Linked DNA regions of Hordeum vulgare: region 2 is linked to region 1. The links are chromatin contacts, called in public Hi-C maps. All regions are on one chromosome and are shown on one strand. Each heading gives the region's core, a stretch centred on a gene start, on an enhancer-like site or on the middle of the called end of the contact. The rest is flanking DNA. Distances are from core to core; before and after follow the strand shown.

The links. A called contact is a pair of places that touch in the nucleus more often than the background predicts.
Region 2: a contact with region 1 is called in a Hi-C map of seedling, with 2.1 times the contacts expected there. The contact joins the promoter of LOC123425605 here to the promoter of LOC123425602 in region 1. A contact is called at or near these places in 1 of 6 Hi-C or Micro-C datasets (seedling) and 1 of 1 datasets of contacts at active chromatin or transcription factors (embryo).

What each region holds. Positions count from the first base shown.
Region 1 is chr2H:147,792,898-147,796,122 of MorexV3_pseudomolecules_assembly, forward strand. It overlaps LOC123425602 (disease resistance protein Pik-2-like), which reads right to left and starts at 1,465. Exons shown (of 4, transcript XR_006621865.1): 1 at 255-1,465; 2 at 1-159.
Region 2 is chr2H:148,058,248-148,061,472 of MorexV3_pseudomolecules_assembly, forward strand. LOC123425605 (cysteine-rich receptor-like protein kinase 10) reads right to left here and starts at 1,776. Exons shown (of 7, transcript XM_045109298.1): 1 at 1,562-1,776; 2 at 1,285-1,457; 3 at 929-1,190; 4 at 419-647; 5 at 142-292; 6 at 1-45. The coding sequence starts at 1,413.

The sequences.
Region 1 (3,225 bases), core at 215-2,714:
CTTTAGACCAAGATCCTTCATTTCCGACTCGCGTCCAACCAGAGGATGCCTGTTTATCCACTTCTTGGCTGCTTCCTCCTTACAGTTGCCGACTGATACATTCTTGCTGGCGGGTGCATTATTGATCTCCCTGCCTTGATCCACATCATATCGAGATCCCTAAACATAAGTAATTACATATGTTACGAAATGTGTAATTAGTCCATTCACCAGTAGAAACAAAAACTGATGAGGTTTTGGCTAGGATTAATTACCTTTGTAAAGAAAGCGTAAATAGAGTGCTCTGCTGATAGCTGGTTGAGATGCAGCACTTGGTATGGATGTCCAACGGTCGAGCTTGCTACCTCGAACTGCTTGGTGGGCAAGATGATGCAGCTGCCATTCTTCATGTTTGGAAAGAACCTCCTGATAGCATCCCAGTCTGCCATGGAGGACACGTCCTCCAGCACCACGAGGTACCTATTTTTCATGACAAGCTGCTCGAAATCCATGAGGGGTTCTACTCCTCGCATGGCATCCATCTTCATCAGGACTTGTACACCACCTACAGAGGTCGCGTGTTCCTCACCGGGAGAGGAAGAGTTTGCGTAGAACTGGGCCGTCAAAGACCGGACGAACTGGTGGGGATCGAAGGGATGCATCAACTTCACCCAGGCACGACAGACGAAGTTTTGGCAGGCCCCTTTATCAGTGTAGGCCTTCCAGGCGATGGATGTCATCCCAAGATCTTCTCCGCCTCCGGTGCCGGTGCCCCAGATGGAGATGACTCCAAGGTCATGGTCTTTCTTGGGGAGCAGCTGGGTGAGACCCCCTTTTAGGGTGGTTCTAAACGCCGCCTCGAAGAGCCTGTTGAACGCCGTTGCGCCACCGACGGCATCGCGGGAGGAAGCCGGGTCGTGCTTGTCGGCGGCGGGCTTGGAGCCGGAGTCGCTGATGAGGTTGTAGCGCGTGTTCCTGCTGCTCACGTCCTCCACCATGGCCTTGAGCCGGTCCAGCTCGTCGACCGCCTCGTCGAGCGGCAGCGGCGCGAGATCCAGGCAGGGCGCGAGGAGCCAGCTCACGGGGTTGAGAAGGCGGAGCCACCAGCTGTTGTTCTTGTCGAGGTGGACGACGAACTCGATGCAGTCCTCCACGTCGTAGGCCAGGTCGCGGATCTGCCGCACCCAGGTCCGCACCACCGGATTCTCCAGGCGGTCGCTGTCGGCGTTGTTGAGGAAGGCCTGCATCATCTGGAACTCGCCGGTGATGAACACCAGGTTGCGCTGTGCGCTCTGCCGCAGCTTGGACTCCTCCTCGATCGCCACCTGGGCCTTGGTCAGCGCCCCATCCACCACCGACTTGGCCATGCCCACCACAAGGTCCGCCATGGCTCCGCCCCCTGCCTACCAAGCTTACAGTCAGTCAAGCAGCTTATGCTCTTCAAGATGGGCATAAAATCCAACCCGAACCCGAACCCATATAGCCCGAATTCTCAGGCCAACTCCAGCGTACTACCCATTCGAGATGTTTGTTTTGTCCACATTCTATGACGCGCCAACAAATTCTTGACCGCATCTTGTTCGCCTCATTTTCGAACACAAACATTTAAAATAGCCACGGCCCATAGTTAATGCAAGCGGCCCTAAATCACGTCGACAACACAGCCAGCCTACAAGTCCTCACCGGCAGTACAGCCGGCCTCCAAAAGAATAGGTTTTTCGTCGGCAACACAGCCAGCGGCCGGCTCACCATGCCAGCCTCCCTAGTTCAGGCCATCGAAGGTCCCGCCCAGCCCACCCTTCTGAAAGGCCTCACCACAGCCCTCGAAGATAACATCCTTCATGAATTGACCGTAGAAAGGGTCCTCGACCGTTGGCGTCGGTGTTGGCATTTCGCCGAACAGGACGTGGGGAGACGACATGATGGCCGTAGACGGGGGTCGGGCTTGCTTTCTTTGCATCTCGATGGACGGGCGGCCGCAGGACCCCGGCGTGACGTTTAGGTCGATGACGGACGAGGGGCGCGGCATCGACGACGTGATCACGCTGACTTCCGACGACCCCGACAAACGGGTTTGGGCTTGGCAGCTTAGCAGAGGGAAACCATGCAACAATGGCGTGGTCGACGACGTCGGGGAGGGGCACTTCGGAGGCCGGACGACCGACGAGCCTATGCTCATCGGACCGACGGGCGCAGCCGCGAAGCTCGTCGGACGGCACAACCCCGTCATGAGGAGGGTGTGCGCTTTGCTAACGATGTCCTCCTTCTCTTGAGCATCGGCCTTCTATCGCGCGACCTCCACCTCAGCGAGCTCGATGGCGTACGCGGCCGTGGCGTCCTTCCTCTTCGCCTCTGCCGCCTGTTCCGCCTCTTGGCCGATTCCGCGTCCAGCTTTGTGATCTTCTCCGGCGTGAGTTCCAACCGCGGCTTCATCGTGCCCTAAGGCGCCTTCTTCTTCTTCGCCTTGGTGGTCGGGTCGCCAGAATTCGGCGGGGATCGTCCATGGCGGGAGGGTGGTGGGCGGGGCGTGGAAGGGTTTTGGGGGGGGGAATGAAATGGAATGGGGCGTGGGGACGGGAAGGCCGTGCTGCTTTGTGCCACCGACGGGCGGGCCAGGGGAGGACACGCGCGCGCGTCCCGCCTGTCCGTGCGGCGTCCGTGCGCTTTCCGTTTCAACACAAAACCGGACCAAGTTTGGGTCGGGAATGGGTCGAAAGCGGACAAAAAACGGACAAACGTCCGTTTGCGCCCGCGCACTGGGCCGCGTGGCGTGTCCGTTTTGCCCCAAACACACACGGGCGGATAATATAAAGTCGCGCGCTGTAGTTGGCCTAAAAACCCAAAGATCAAATCGGGTAGCAGCTTTTGGAACTTTTGAAATAGCAACTATCTGAGCGCCCTTCTTGGGAAGCCTTACAAGGTCACTTTCAAGCGTCGTCACTTAACGTATTTTCAGCCGCAGTCACGTAGCACTCAGGATGTTTTCTTTGGATTTTATTTTTTCGCGCGAGTTTTTGGCTTTTTGAATGTTTTTTGGTGTTTTTTCGGTGTTTCGGTTTTTCAACTGTCTTTCTTACTTTTTAGATGAAAAAAATAAAAACATGTTTTTTTCTCAGGAGGCATGATTTTTTTCGTAAGAGGCACAGATTTGCTTCTGCAAGAGGCAACAAAAAAAGAGTTTTTTTCTTCTCGTGGGGCATGTTTTTCTTTCGCGAGACGTATGAATTTTCTTCCGCTTGAGGCATG
Region 2 (3,225 bases), core at 526-3,025, 270 kb after region 1:
AATGTACTCAGACATTATTTTCTCCAGTGTCCAATTTTCTTTTACCTACATAAAAATGTGAAATTATCATAATATATAGAAATCAATTAAGAGAATATTCTCAATTTTAGTCTTCAAATAATCAAGTATATTTTTTCTTACTCCATCAATATATTTCCTTGCATGCTTCTGGTCAGTGCTAGAACTATTCATCTCTCTGGTGGATATCTCCATTATGATTAGGCCTAAACTATATATGTCTGACCGAGCCGAGATTTCGCCATTGTACAGATATTCGGGGGCCATGTATCCGCTAACGGCAATTAAAACGTCAAGATATTAATCAGCATTATTAATTGGAGGTGTGAAATGAGTTTTGCATTACAGTATAGGAACAAGATAGCTGATATATCAACATAATAAGCATACAGTAACTTACACCGATCCCACGACACTTCTTGTGTTCTTTCGGGTTTGATCTTGGCCGAATATTCTCGAGAAACCAAAATCCGCAATTTTCGGTTTCATATTGTCACCCAGTAGTATATTTTGAGGCTTCAGACCCAAATGGAGAACAGGACTAGGCAAGGTATGTAGAAAATGTATACCTTCACATATTCCCTTTATTATTTTAAAGCGCGTATCCCAATCAATGCTACCGGATTCACCTGAAGTAACATGTAATAGAATTTCATAAGCTATCCAAGATGCTGGATAAAAATGATAATAAGTATCTCAGAATAATAATGACAGCAAAGATCTTGTGAAGAGAAAAATGTCCACCAAAGCAACAGCAGGATTCTTCTATTGATAACGTGTGATGTTATCCTTTTCTGCTCAGTATATTACCAGTGCAAAAAATAGAGGAAACTTATGCAAAGTCATGCTAGAACTCCGAACAAGGTACATGAAAAATAATAGCTCGGATAGTGCATGATGTATGACATACCAAAAAGATTATTGTGAAGGCTCCCCTTAGGCAAGTATTCATAGCAGAGTACAGTGTCAATGACCTCTGCAATAATATATCGTCCGTTGCTCTGCACCAATTTTTTTTGTGCCTCACGGCAGTAAGCAACCAACTTGACGATATTTTCATGTTCAAGCACCATAATATTCTGAACCTCATTCACGAATATTGTGTCACGTGGTACAGGGGAATTTTCCGCGAGTTTCTTCACAGCAACCACCCCACCATCGTCCAGGATCCCCTGTTTAACGTCACATAAAACTAATCTACCTTGGCACTTTCCCGTGTCAACCTCTTAATTGACAGAGAAAGTTGTGGCAAAATCATAGTACTACCTTATAAACTGACCCGAATGCGCCCTGACCAAGTAGTAGCTCATCGGAGAAGTTCCTTGTGATTTTGTTCAAGAAGTCTAATGGTAGCTCGTTCGGTAGGCTCTCCAGGGTTACGCCTCCGGTGGCCATTAATCGCTGATAATGTAAGAAGCTGCCGATGCGATCAATCACAACTTGCAATTTACCAAAGGAAGGAAGTTGCTAAACAATATCAGACTAAGGATGCACAAGAAAGCTGTATCTGGGAATAATTAAGCAGTTCGTCAAGTGCACTGACCTTGGAGAGGAACGGTCCTCGTCCTCGATGAAGGATCCAAGCTGGGAACAGAACACCGGGAGAGGGGATGAACTTCAGATCTGAGATGAATAGACTGCTTGCTGCCGGTGCCACTGCCCACTAGTATGTATGTAAAGCAAAAGGAAAGAAACAAGGAGGTATTTGTATGATCGGTTGACTTGACTGTCGCTAGCCTAGCATGTTCTTTCACCTGGGTCCGCCCTCGTCAGTAGACGCGGTTTGGTCTGATTTTAATTTCGATCGCGTGCATTTTTTTGGTGGGTGTGTGGGGGTGGGGTGGGGGTGGGGTGTTTTCGATATACTCCCTCCGTTCCTTATAATTAATATAAGGTGTATTAGTTTTTCAAAGTTAAAGTATATCTATGTTTGATCAATTTTATAGCAAAATATATAAGCATTTACAATACTAAAAATGCAAAATATAGAAACGTATTTCATGGTGAATCTAATGATAATTATTTGTTACTCTAAACATTGATATTTTTATCAATAAACTTGATCAAAATTAGAAAAGTTTGACTTTAAAAAAAAATAATACATCTTATATTTAGGAACGAAAGGCGTATTCATCAAACAAGCTTGTAAGCATTTTATCAAGTGAATTAGAGCAACTTCAACGGACAGACCCAAACGGACGGCGAATTTGTCCGTTTGGGTCGGCCGCCCGCCCGGCGTCCGCCCTGTTTTAAATTTGTTTCGACGGTGTGCCCAACGCGCCAACCCATTTTATACCCGCAATCAACATTTTTTTTCAAAAGGCTCGCGGCCGATCATGCGAGCGGCCATGTCTCATGCCGGCATACAATGCCGGCTTTAAAAAAATAACACCACAGTTCATGTTGGCGCACTCGCCAGACGGCCGGCACACATGCCAACACACAAAAAGGATGGGACTTGAGTTCAACCACGCCATCGCGCCCCCCCTGGTCATGCCAGCACACATGCCGGCATCCAAAAAAGATGGCGCTCGCCGCCATAGATCACTTGTCGTCAAACTTGAGCATGTCGGCCTACATCTTCTCGAGCCATGGCCTCTTCCTTGGCGACACGGTGTTGAGATCCACCTTCATGATCTCCATCCCGGTCATCATGCTCGCAAGAGCCACTTCTTTGGCCTTGGTCTTGGCGTTGGCGGCCTCGATCTCTAACATCCCGCTTGTCCTCCTTCTTGGAGTTGGTCTTCCCCCGTGGTCCAGCCTTCTCACCGTCCCCAACCTCCTTCACGGCTTGCTTCCTACCATGCGACTTGAGGGCGACATATTGCGCCTTGAACTTCTCCTCGTCTTTGATCACCCTAAAGCAATGGGAGAGGTTGAAGCACTTGCCATTGTGTTGGACCTTGAATGCCTCCAAAGCTTGAAATGCCTACAAATGTATTTCATGCAAGCATATTCGCAAAATGATATGCAAACGAACACCCAAGCATAAACTTGATAACACAAAAAAGAGGACGGCTTGCTAGCATACCATGTCTTGCATGCCGATGCCGCTCATGGGACGGGCCTTGACGCTCTCAAGAGTGGCACAAAACTTGTTGCACTCTTGTTGGATCACCCTCCAACATTTTGAAATGGACACCCACCCGCACGTGCTTACTATTTGGTACGGCGAAAACTTCTTGCGCTCATGGAACTCACGGTGAA